2 separate regions of the Ovis aries genome follow, and region 2 is linked to region 1. A link is a contact called in public Hi-C data. All regions are on one chromosome and are shown on one strand. Each heading gives the region's core, a stretch centred on a gene start, on an enhancer-like site or on the middle of the called end of the contact. The rest is flanking DNA. Distances are from core to core; before and after follow the strand shown.

The links. Hi-C and Micro-C count contacts between places; a contact is called where the count stands out from the background.
Region 2: a contact with region 1 is called in a Hi-C map of liver, with 6 times the contacts expected there. The contact joins the promoter of RNF145 here to the enhancer-like site in region 1. A contact is called at or near these places in 8 of 16 Hi-C or Micro-C datasets (blood, hypothalamus, liver and 2 more).

The regions. Positions count from the first base shown.
Region 1 is chr5:68,384,925-68,389,536 of ARS-UI_Ramb_v3.0, forward strand. All of the region lies in intron 5 of RNF145 (ring finger protein 145), which reads right to left. Among named protein-coding and RNA genes, the nearest start is that of TRNAF-AAA, 21 kb to the right of the region's middle. Within about 2 kb of position 2,222, at least 3 of the 54 cell types and tissues checked have an H3K27ac peak or open chromatin away from gene starts, as enhancers often do. A contact at or near this core is called in liver, where this site is marked.
Region 2 is chr5:68,431,441-68,436,440 of ARS-UI_Ramb_v3.0, forward strand. RNF145 (ring finger protein 145) reads right to left here and starts at 1,842. Exons shown (of 16, transcript XM_060415962.1): 1 at 1,456-1,842. UBLCP1 (ubiquitin like domain containing CTD phosphatase 1) reads left to right here and starts at 1,882. Exons shown (of 11, transcript XM_004009030.5): 1 at 1,882-1,952.

The DNA of each region.
Region 1 (4,612 bases), core at 972-3,471:
TATCTTTTTCTGCCTCTTGTGCAAGTAATGCCTAGGCTGCAGGAAGAAAAAACATAGAAATATGTCAGCTTTTTGTTTGGTCAGCATTTTTTTAGCTTTCCCCCTCCCCAGACATTTTTTATTTCACCAACTTTTTATTTTGAAGAGCTTCAAATATATACAGGAATTAAAAGAATATTAGAATCATCACTCATATACTCACCATCTTGATTCATTCAACATTCAACATTTGTTAAAGTTTTGAATGTTTGCTTTATCTGTGTGTGTCTTTTGTTGAGCTATTTGAGAGTAAGTTGCAGACATCAACATGTTGCACCCCTAAATGCTCTAGCCTGCCTCTTCTAAAAATAAGAGCTTTTTCCAGTATTACCAAATGCTATTACTACACTGAAGAAAACAAAGTATAATTCCCTAAATCTTTTTACCATCCAGCCAATACTCAATTTTCCCCAATTCTCCTTAAAATATCTTTTACAGACAACTTTTTTTCTAACCAAGATCCAATCAAGTTTCACCCATGATGTTATTGTTATGTCTTACAAGCCAGCTTTGTTTTTAATTAGTCTGAGTGCCTGTGACTATTCTGAATCTCTCACATCAGCAAAGGAAAAAAAAAATGTTTTGTTGTTGTCTTCAGATTTAAGCTCCACTGGTGTCCCTCTGTCCTGCCCAGTCACTTTCTTTGTCTTGATTCTAAGTAAATCTGAGATGGTTAGTAAAATAAAACTGTGTTGCTTTTCAAGCATGATGATATCTAACTAAATACTGGATTGGCCAAAAAAAAAAAAAAAAAAGTTCGTTTGAGCTATTCCATACCATCTTACAGAAAAACTCAAACAAACTTTTTGGCCATCCCAACAAATGGCTATTGACTGTCATATATATTATTTCCTGTAATTTCATGGACTACAGGAGGCCATCCTAGATTCAAAAGGGAAGAGCCAATTTGAAAATTTGCCAAAGGAAGTAAAAGAACCTGGGATATAAAAAGAAACCAGGACCTGGTCACCATGTATGAGCCCCAACCTAAGCCTCATCTGAAACCAGCATGTCCATACTCTATCTTTAATTATATTAGCCAATAAAATTACCTTTTTTGCTTAAGCCAGTTTGGGTTGCATTTTCTGTTATCTGCAGTTAAAAGAGTCCCAAGGCCTTCAATCCTTTCAATTTGCTAGTCAGTAAAATATGCTGTTATGAAGATGAGGAAGTAATTACAAAAAAATTACGATGATAAGCACAAAGAAACACAACTGTTCAACTGAACAAGTTATTATAAAACACAACCATTTAACTCAGCAGTCCCCACCCTTTTTGGTACCAGGGACAAGTTTTGGGGAAGACAATTTTTCCATGGATCAGGGCAGGCAGGGTGGGGAGATGCTTTTGCAATGATTCAAGCACATTGCATTTATTTCTATTATTATTATATTAGCTCTACCTCGGATCATTAGGCATTATATCCTAGAGGTTAGGGACCTCTGATTTAACTACTATCCAGAAATAAAAGTTTGATAATACTCTCAGAAGTCTCCCACATACTCTTACCTATTCACAACTGTCTCACTAACCACAGTGGTAACCATTTTTCTGATTTAATATAGTGACTTGTTTTTTTTTGTTTGTTTGTTTGACCACCTAAGTATGAATCCCTGAATACTGTATTTTCTTTTGCCTGTTGTTGAATTTTATATAATTTTATACAAATGAAATCATATGGCAACTATCCTTTTGAGATGAGCTTTTTCTGCTTAATATTGTGTTTAAGATTCAATTATATTCTCGTGTGAAACTGCAGTTCATTTTCACTGCATTCTAGATTTCAGTCTTATGAATATTATTTATTCAATCTTCTATTTATGAACCTTTGGGTTCATGAACAAATTCCAGTTTTGTTTCCAATTTTGGTTCAAACCAAATTCCAATTTGAGGCTACTATGAATGCTAATATCACCACTTCTGCACTTGTCTTTTGGGGTATATGTGCACGTATTTCTCTTGAAGAGAACTGCTGGCCTAAGGGTTTGCCTGTATTCAACTTTCTCGGATAACTCCAAAATGTCTTCCAAGATGTTAACACCAATTTACACTCCCGTTAGCAATCTATCAGAGTTCTTACTGCTCTATATTCTGGCCTGCAATTAAGATTGTCAGTCCTTTTAATTTTAGCCATTCTAGTGGAGTTTTTAACTTGGCATTTCCCCAATTGCTGACAAGGTCAAGTACGTTTTCATGTTTGGTGGCCTTTTGTACTTCCTCTTTTGTGAATCGCTCTAGTCTGTTACCCAATTTTCTCCTGTCTTATTTACCTTTTGCTTTTTGTTTTGTAATCCTTAGTTTGGGGCTGGCCAAAAAAGCTCATCCAGTTTTTTTCATAACACCTATTTCCCAAAAACCTGAATGACCTTTTTGGCCAATCCAATATATTCAGAATGCAAACCCCTTTTAAATTATATATACTGCAAAAATCTTTTGTTTCTACAGCTTCCCTTTTCATTCTCTAGTGTTTTTTGATGAACATAATTTCATAATTTAAATTTCATATTTTTGTTTAATGGTTGTTTTCAGCCTGTTTTTCCTACTGCTCTGTGGTGCCTTCACTGACATAAATCAATGTGCCTGAGGGGATCTGTTCCTGAACTTTCTATTCCAAAGCACTGATGTGTTTGTCTTTACTTGTATCAATAACAACAATTTCAGGTACTCTGACTAAATAAGAAGTCTTAATATATGGTAGAGTTAGTCTCCCCTCCTGGTTTTCTCTCTTTTGTTTTGTTTTCTTCGAGAGGATCCTGGTTTTTCACATTTTCTTATCGAGTATGGAATCAGATTTGGAATTTTGGCTTGTTGAGTTTTCCAAGACTCCACTGAGATTTTTAGTTTTTGACACAGAAGTCTTGCATATCTTTTTTATTACATAAATTCCTAAGATATTTGAGGAGTTTTATGTTATTGCTGACGGGAACGGGAATTTAAATTGTATTTTGTTAGCCTTTGAGGATATAACACTAAATTTCATGAATCGCTTGTCTTCCAGAACTCCCAGTCTCATGAGGTTACGGACAAACATAGAAATGGTTTTAATACAGAATGAACTGGACTGGTTATGATAAAGGTGGGCAAAGGTTACCATGGAAATACAAACAGAAGAGATCAACCCATTTTGTGGGGTTATGTGGTGGGAGGAAGGGAGAGACATTCTAAGTGTTGAAAATAGACAAGGGTCAGCTAAGTGAGTCAGGAGCAAGCAAATAGAGGGGAGGAGAGCACACACGTGACACACACATTTCAGATGATAAGATGGAATCTTAGTGTCAAATGAAGTGCCAAAAAATCTGATTCAAAGACCTGTATACGTATGAGGTAAGCTCCCCAGTGGCCATAATTTATAAAAGGAATGTGAGCAAACTAGTTCCAAGATTTCTGGGCTCCTTTAGCTAGATAAGGTTATCAAATGGTGTAAAAGGGTGAGCGGGGATAGAATTTTGGAAAGGTTTCTTTGGAGGGAGCTGTTGCTGTCAGTACTTCTGAGGAAAGCAGTCTTCTGGCGGGAGAGGGGGAGATAATACTTCCTGCTCTAGTCTAGGGATGACGTGATCTCTCAAGGGACCATTCACAGAGGTTAAAATGTATTCCCTGCATATGGCTCGTGCCTGGTGCCCCCCTGTGAAAGTGAAAGCTACCCATGGCTACAGAGGAGAAGTGGCTGCTTTGGGATGCATGAGCATTGCTAGAGTTCGTCATTGTGTATTTCCCAGGGATCTGATGCATGCCACATGAGAAACAGGGCTGTTTCTACTTGTCCAGGGTCCTATACCATAGAACTAAACACAAGGAAAGAAGGACCCAATAGTAAGAAGCTGGAGGTAAAATCCTATTCATACGGTCACATGTGATCACCTAGAACAGAGATGTACCCACCCAGGTCATTCATACTAGAATTAAAAATTCTCAAACAACACATGGAGGTCCACCAGGTTTTTACCATAGTTGACCAGTAATAAAAAGTCAGCTAGCTTTTTATGGAAATAGACCCACAGACATAGAAAACTTACGGTTACCAAAGGGGAAGGGGAGGAGAGGGATAAACTAGAACATATCCACACTCAGTTCAGTTCAGTCGCTCAGTCATGTCTGACTCTGCGACCCCATGGACTGCAGCATGCCAGGCCTCCCTGTCCATCACCAACTTTCAGAGCTTGCTCAAATTCATGTCCATCGAGTCAGTGATATCATCCAACCATCTCATCCTCTGTCATCCCCTTCTCCCCTTGTCTTCAATCTTTCCCAACATCAGGGTCTTTTCCCAAGAAGTCAGTTCTTCACATCAGGTGGCCAAAGTATTCGAGTTTCAGCTTCAACATCAGTCCTCCCAATGAATATTCAGGACTGATCTCCTTTAGAATGGATTGATTTGATCTCCTTGCAGTCCAAGGGACTCTCAAGAATCTTCTCCAATACCACAGTTCAAAAGCATCAGTTCTTCCACACTCAGTTTTCTTTATAGTCCAACTCTCACATCCATACATGACTCCTGGAAAAACCATAGCTTTGACTAGATGGACCTTTCTCAGCAAAGTTATATCTCTGCTTTTGCTGTCTAGGTTGGTCA
Region 2 (5,000 bases), core at 592-3,091, 46 kb after region 1:
TGTCCAACTCTTTGCAACCCCATGAATCACAGCATGCCAGGCCTCCCTGTCCATCACCAACTCCCTGAATTCACTCAAACTCACGTCTATCGAGTTGGTGATGCCATGCAGCCATCCCATCCTCTGTCATCCCCTTTTCCTCCTGCCCTCAATCCCTCCCAGCATCAGAGTCTTTTCCAATGAGTCAACTCTTCACATGAGGTGGCCAAAGTACTGGAGTTTCAGCTTTAGTATCATTCCTTCCAAAGAACACCCAGGACTGATCTCCTTGTAGTCCAAGGGACTCTCAAGAGTCTTCTCCAATACCACAGTTCAAAAGCATCAATTCTTTGGCTCTCAGCTTTCTTCACAGTCCAACTCTCACAACCACACATGACTACTGCAAAAACTATAGCCTAAGGAGCTGTTTAGAACGTGAATAAAGCAAAATATATTGGGGTGAAAGAAACTGTAATTCATTGCCTAGTCCTTTTGTCTTTTGACCATCTCTTTAGCTAGACTGCTAATAAGTGACTTTTGTACAAGTTCTTTTGAGTTTTCCCTTTCCTATTTTTTGAAAATTAGAGGGAATACTGCTTACTGCAAATATGCTTCATTAAAAAAAAATGAACAGATATCATTCCTAGTGCTATAAGAATTACCAAAAAAGGGGAGGAAAACAGAGTTTGTGTATTTTCACTAAAAACTGTTAAGACACGAAACCTGGCTCTTTGTTCCCTTTCCAACAGCCAAAAGGGAAACACGGATCAGTTACACGCTATGAAGAAGAAAGAAAAATACAAGTAATTCGACTAGTGCATGTGAGTGAAAGTCGCTCAGTCCTGTCCGACTCTTTGTGACTGTATAGTCCATGGGATTCTCCAGGCCAGAATACTGGCGTGAGTAACCTTTCCCTTCTCCAGGGCAATCTTCCCAACCCAGGTCTGCCACATTGCGGGCAGATTCTTTTATCAGCTGAGCCACAAGGGAAGCCCCGACTAGTGCATACTTAGGGGCCAATATTATTTTCACCTTTTCCTTCCTTTTCAAAGCCCAATACATTTGCCGCCACAGACAACAATCTAGTGAGCAATTATTATTATTTTCCTACTTAAAAGGATGCACGTTGGGAGTTCGCTGTACCAGACAGCGGTTGCTCCAAATTTTCATTAAAGTCTGTAATTCTTTTGTTAGGGTTTGTAATTGGCTTTCTTAGCATTATGAGGGAAAACGTAATGGAGGTGGCAATGGGCAGGTAGACATAATTCGATACAAGACCATAGTAATCTCGATGGCAGCTCTTATAATGAGATCTGCTTGCATGGTTCTCTGAGACTTGGGCTTGCCCCTTTCCTGACGATACTGTTTCTTCCGGGATTGGATGAAACGGGTAGAATTCTAAACTCCTGAAATTACTAGTGTTGGTGGCCCCTGGTGACAGGTCGAGTTCTCAAGTCCTCAGTCCTCAAACATCACCTTTCAGGCCTCATTCGGAACATGACAAAGCCACACGAGTCCCAGGCCCGTCTCCCACGAGGATCTCCGTTCACCTGAGTAAGCCAGCGCACTGCCTCCGAACCAGCTTCGACTTTGTCGAAATAATACCACAGACGTCAGACTCCCGCGACTCCCGCGACTCCCGCCTAACTCAAGAGCCCGCCAGAGGGACGCATGCGCAGAACTGGCGAGGGCCCGCAGCTAGCCAGGCGTCGCAGGCGTGTGTACAGCGGTCACATTCTCCGAAAGGCCTGCTTCCCTCGTCGCGGTGAGGCAGTTCTTGGCGGCGACTATGTAGTATCACTACCCGAAGAGAAACAAAGGAAGAGATTGTCCCGTCTCTGGCGCGCTTCCGTTTCAAACCCTAACTTCCGGTTCGTTAGCCGGTTCCGGTCCCCGCCTCTCACTTCCGGTCGCCGTGGGTTTCTCTGCGGTCGGTTCTTGCATCCGCTGTTGTCGGTTCCGCTGTGCTCCAGGTGAGGGGACTCTGGGCATCCCTGCCCACTGCCCGCGGAAACATGGTTGGGCTGGAGGACCGCACCTTTGCTGTCCTCGCTGCGCGACCTTCACTGTGGCCTGGCAGGCCGGCTGGGGCTGCATTAGGGCGTCCCGCCCGCGGCTGCCCTGGTCCGTGCGCGGCTCAGGCCTCCGGCCCCGGCCCGCTCATCACAGGGGCCGCCACCCTCGCATCCAGCCTCCTCGCCTGGGTGGAGGGCTTTCCGCACCTCTTTGGGTTTTTGCGTCCTCCCGTCTCATTCCTCCCTCGACTGGGGTTTGTCCATTTCTTCCCCCTCCCTGTTGAACGTATCCCAGCCCTTTTGGGTTTTGGGGGTCTCTGCCTGCCTTCTGTGCTGTCCCCTAGCTGCCGCTTCGAAGCCCACAGCTGTCTCCTCTGCACTCGCTCGCAGTTGCTGCAGCCGTGCTGTCCAGAGAATGAGTTGACAGTACTTCAGTTGTTACGCTTTACTAGGCAGCTTGAAAAGTTAATTCCCCGCAATTCCTAAGGTGTTAACTTAGGCTGAAGGTCCTTTCAAATTGACCGCCTTTGCTACTTTTTAGTTGTGTGGTCTGGAGCAGCTTGTTTTTCTTCTTTTTCAAATTTCTAGTCTGTATAGTGAAGACAATAGTTGTCAGTTTAGGATTGTGAAGATTAAATGAAGAATAAAATTGTCGAGCATATTATAATTTTTCTGTTTTCACCACCATTTGTATTGCTTATAAGTGCTGTCATGGCTGTTAGTGCGCGGCTTAATACTGTCGTGATAAACATTACTGCCTTGGCTAGACAAGTCACCACTGTATGTTAGGTTGGAAGAATTTATCCAAACAGCCGTTCTTGGCTGTAGTTTCACCACCATAAAGGTATGTTCCTTGCTAACTTATTTGGGTTTGATCGCCGTCCCTACCCTCAAACTCGTTTTTTGCTTTATAAATCTGATAAGATCTGGAATGACACAAAACATTAGAATTGTGTAAGAAAAGGCCAAGTGTGAAAACAGAAAATGACTCATGCATTTGCATTGCATTGCTCCATTCTTGTGAATGATCTAAATATTCAAGGAGTAAAGTTCAGTATAACTTTGAAAAACAGTTTTAAGGGCTTTTGCATTAAACTTTTTTATGGTATTTGTTTTGTTGTGCCTAGTCCTTTAGAGCAGTTGTCAGTTTGGAAATCCCCTTGTGGCATGGGTGATATGTAACATTTGTATACTGCTTTACTAAGCACACAGAGCCCATGCCATCTGGCACATTTTCTTTTTTAAGTCTGAGAAAATTGAAGAGCCTCTCTAACTTTAACATGCCTCAAAGATGGGGGGAGGGTGGGAACAGGGATTGTTAAAACACAAATTGCTGGGTCTCTTCTCTCCAGGCCCAGTTATATTTCTAACAAGTTACCAAGTGGGGTCAGTGCTGTTGAATGGTCTGGGGACCACACTTTGAGAACACTCATCTAGAGGCACAATGATTTGTCCGAATCCACCTAGAGTTGAGGTGATCTCGCTTGAAGTGTTTTGTTCTGCCCAATACAACGTGCTGTATTAGCGCTATTTGCATTCCTAGCTCTTGTAAGTTTTCATTTTTATTTCCACTTCTCACAGAAAAATAATATTTAAATCGTATTTCTGTTTGACACAAAAGGCTTATTTGTCTTTTTTTTTTTTTGAGGAGTATAGCATTTGTTAGAGCACATTCTTGCCAAATAGAATACATTGCTCTAAAGTAGCATACCTTCTTTAAAGTTTTAGTAGAGCAGGTTATAAACATAGAATGAATGTAAGTGAATTTATGGTGCTCTTTTCTAATGGGCATGCTGAAGACATCTTGAGTTTCCAGATTACATTTGCATGTTAAGATTCAGAATTTGCCTTCTTTCTTGTTGTTGGTTGTAATACTTGAAGAGTGCAGTCAAATGTTGTGTTAAATATATTATGACAGCATTTGTAAATACCACTACTTTGAGATGAAAAAAATCTAGTTCTCTGACCTGTTGGGGGAACAAACATGAAAACTGGTAGGAAGCTTTATGGCGGGGAAGACCTACCTGCTATCATTGATGAGTGGCAGCTGCTGTATAATCTTTGTGTACTTTATCTGTGCCTGCGGATTTTGTATTTACGGATCTTTGGTACCTTAAGTTCAAGAGAGACACAAGGGGAAGAAACTTGAGATTTAGTCAGAAGACCTGTTCATTTATCAGCTGTTTGCGCATGAGCCAATTACATAACTTCTCTGAACTCCTAGAGAATTCCATGGACTGTATAGTCTATGGGATTGCAAAGAGTTGGACACAACTGAGTGACTTTCATTTCGCTTCTAAACTCCTGTTTCCTTCACAGTGAAAGAGAGACAGTTCTTACCAAACAACCTTGTTAAATGAGATTGTGTAAAAACTGTTCTGTGTATTCAGTTCAGTTCAATCACTCAGTTGTATCTGACTCTTTGTGACCCCATGAACTGCAGCACGCTAGGCTTCCCTGTCCATCACCAACTCCCGGAGCTTGCTCAAACTCATATCCATCCAGTCAGTGATGCCATCCAACCATCTCATCCCCTGTGAAAAAGTGAAAGTGAAAATCACTCAGTTGTGTCTGACTATACAGTCTATGGAATTCTCTATGCCAGAATACTGGAGTGGGTGGCCTTTCCTTTCTCCAGGGGATCTTCCCAACCCAGGGATCGAATCCAGGTCTGCATTGCTGGCAGTTTCTTTACCAGCTGAGCCACAAGGGAAGCCCAAGAATACTGGAGTGGGTAGCCTATGCCTTCTCCAGTGGATCTTCCCGACCCAGGAATCAAATGGGGGTCTCCTGCATTGCAGGCAGATTCTTTACCAAATGAGCTATTAGGGAAGCCTTGTTTATTAAATCTGAAATAAATAATGGCCATTTACCATTTGTTTAATGCTGTGCCTAAAACACTTCAGTTCTAGTTTTTGAAACTATTTAACCAATTACTTACTTGCATAGTGCTACCTATGTGCCAGGTAGTATGTGACTTACAAAAATTAACTTACTCCTCATGAA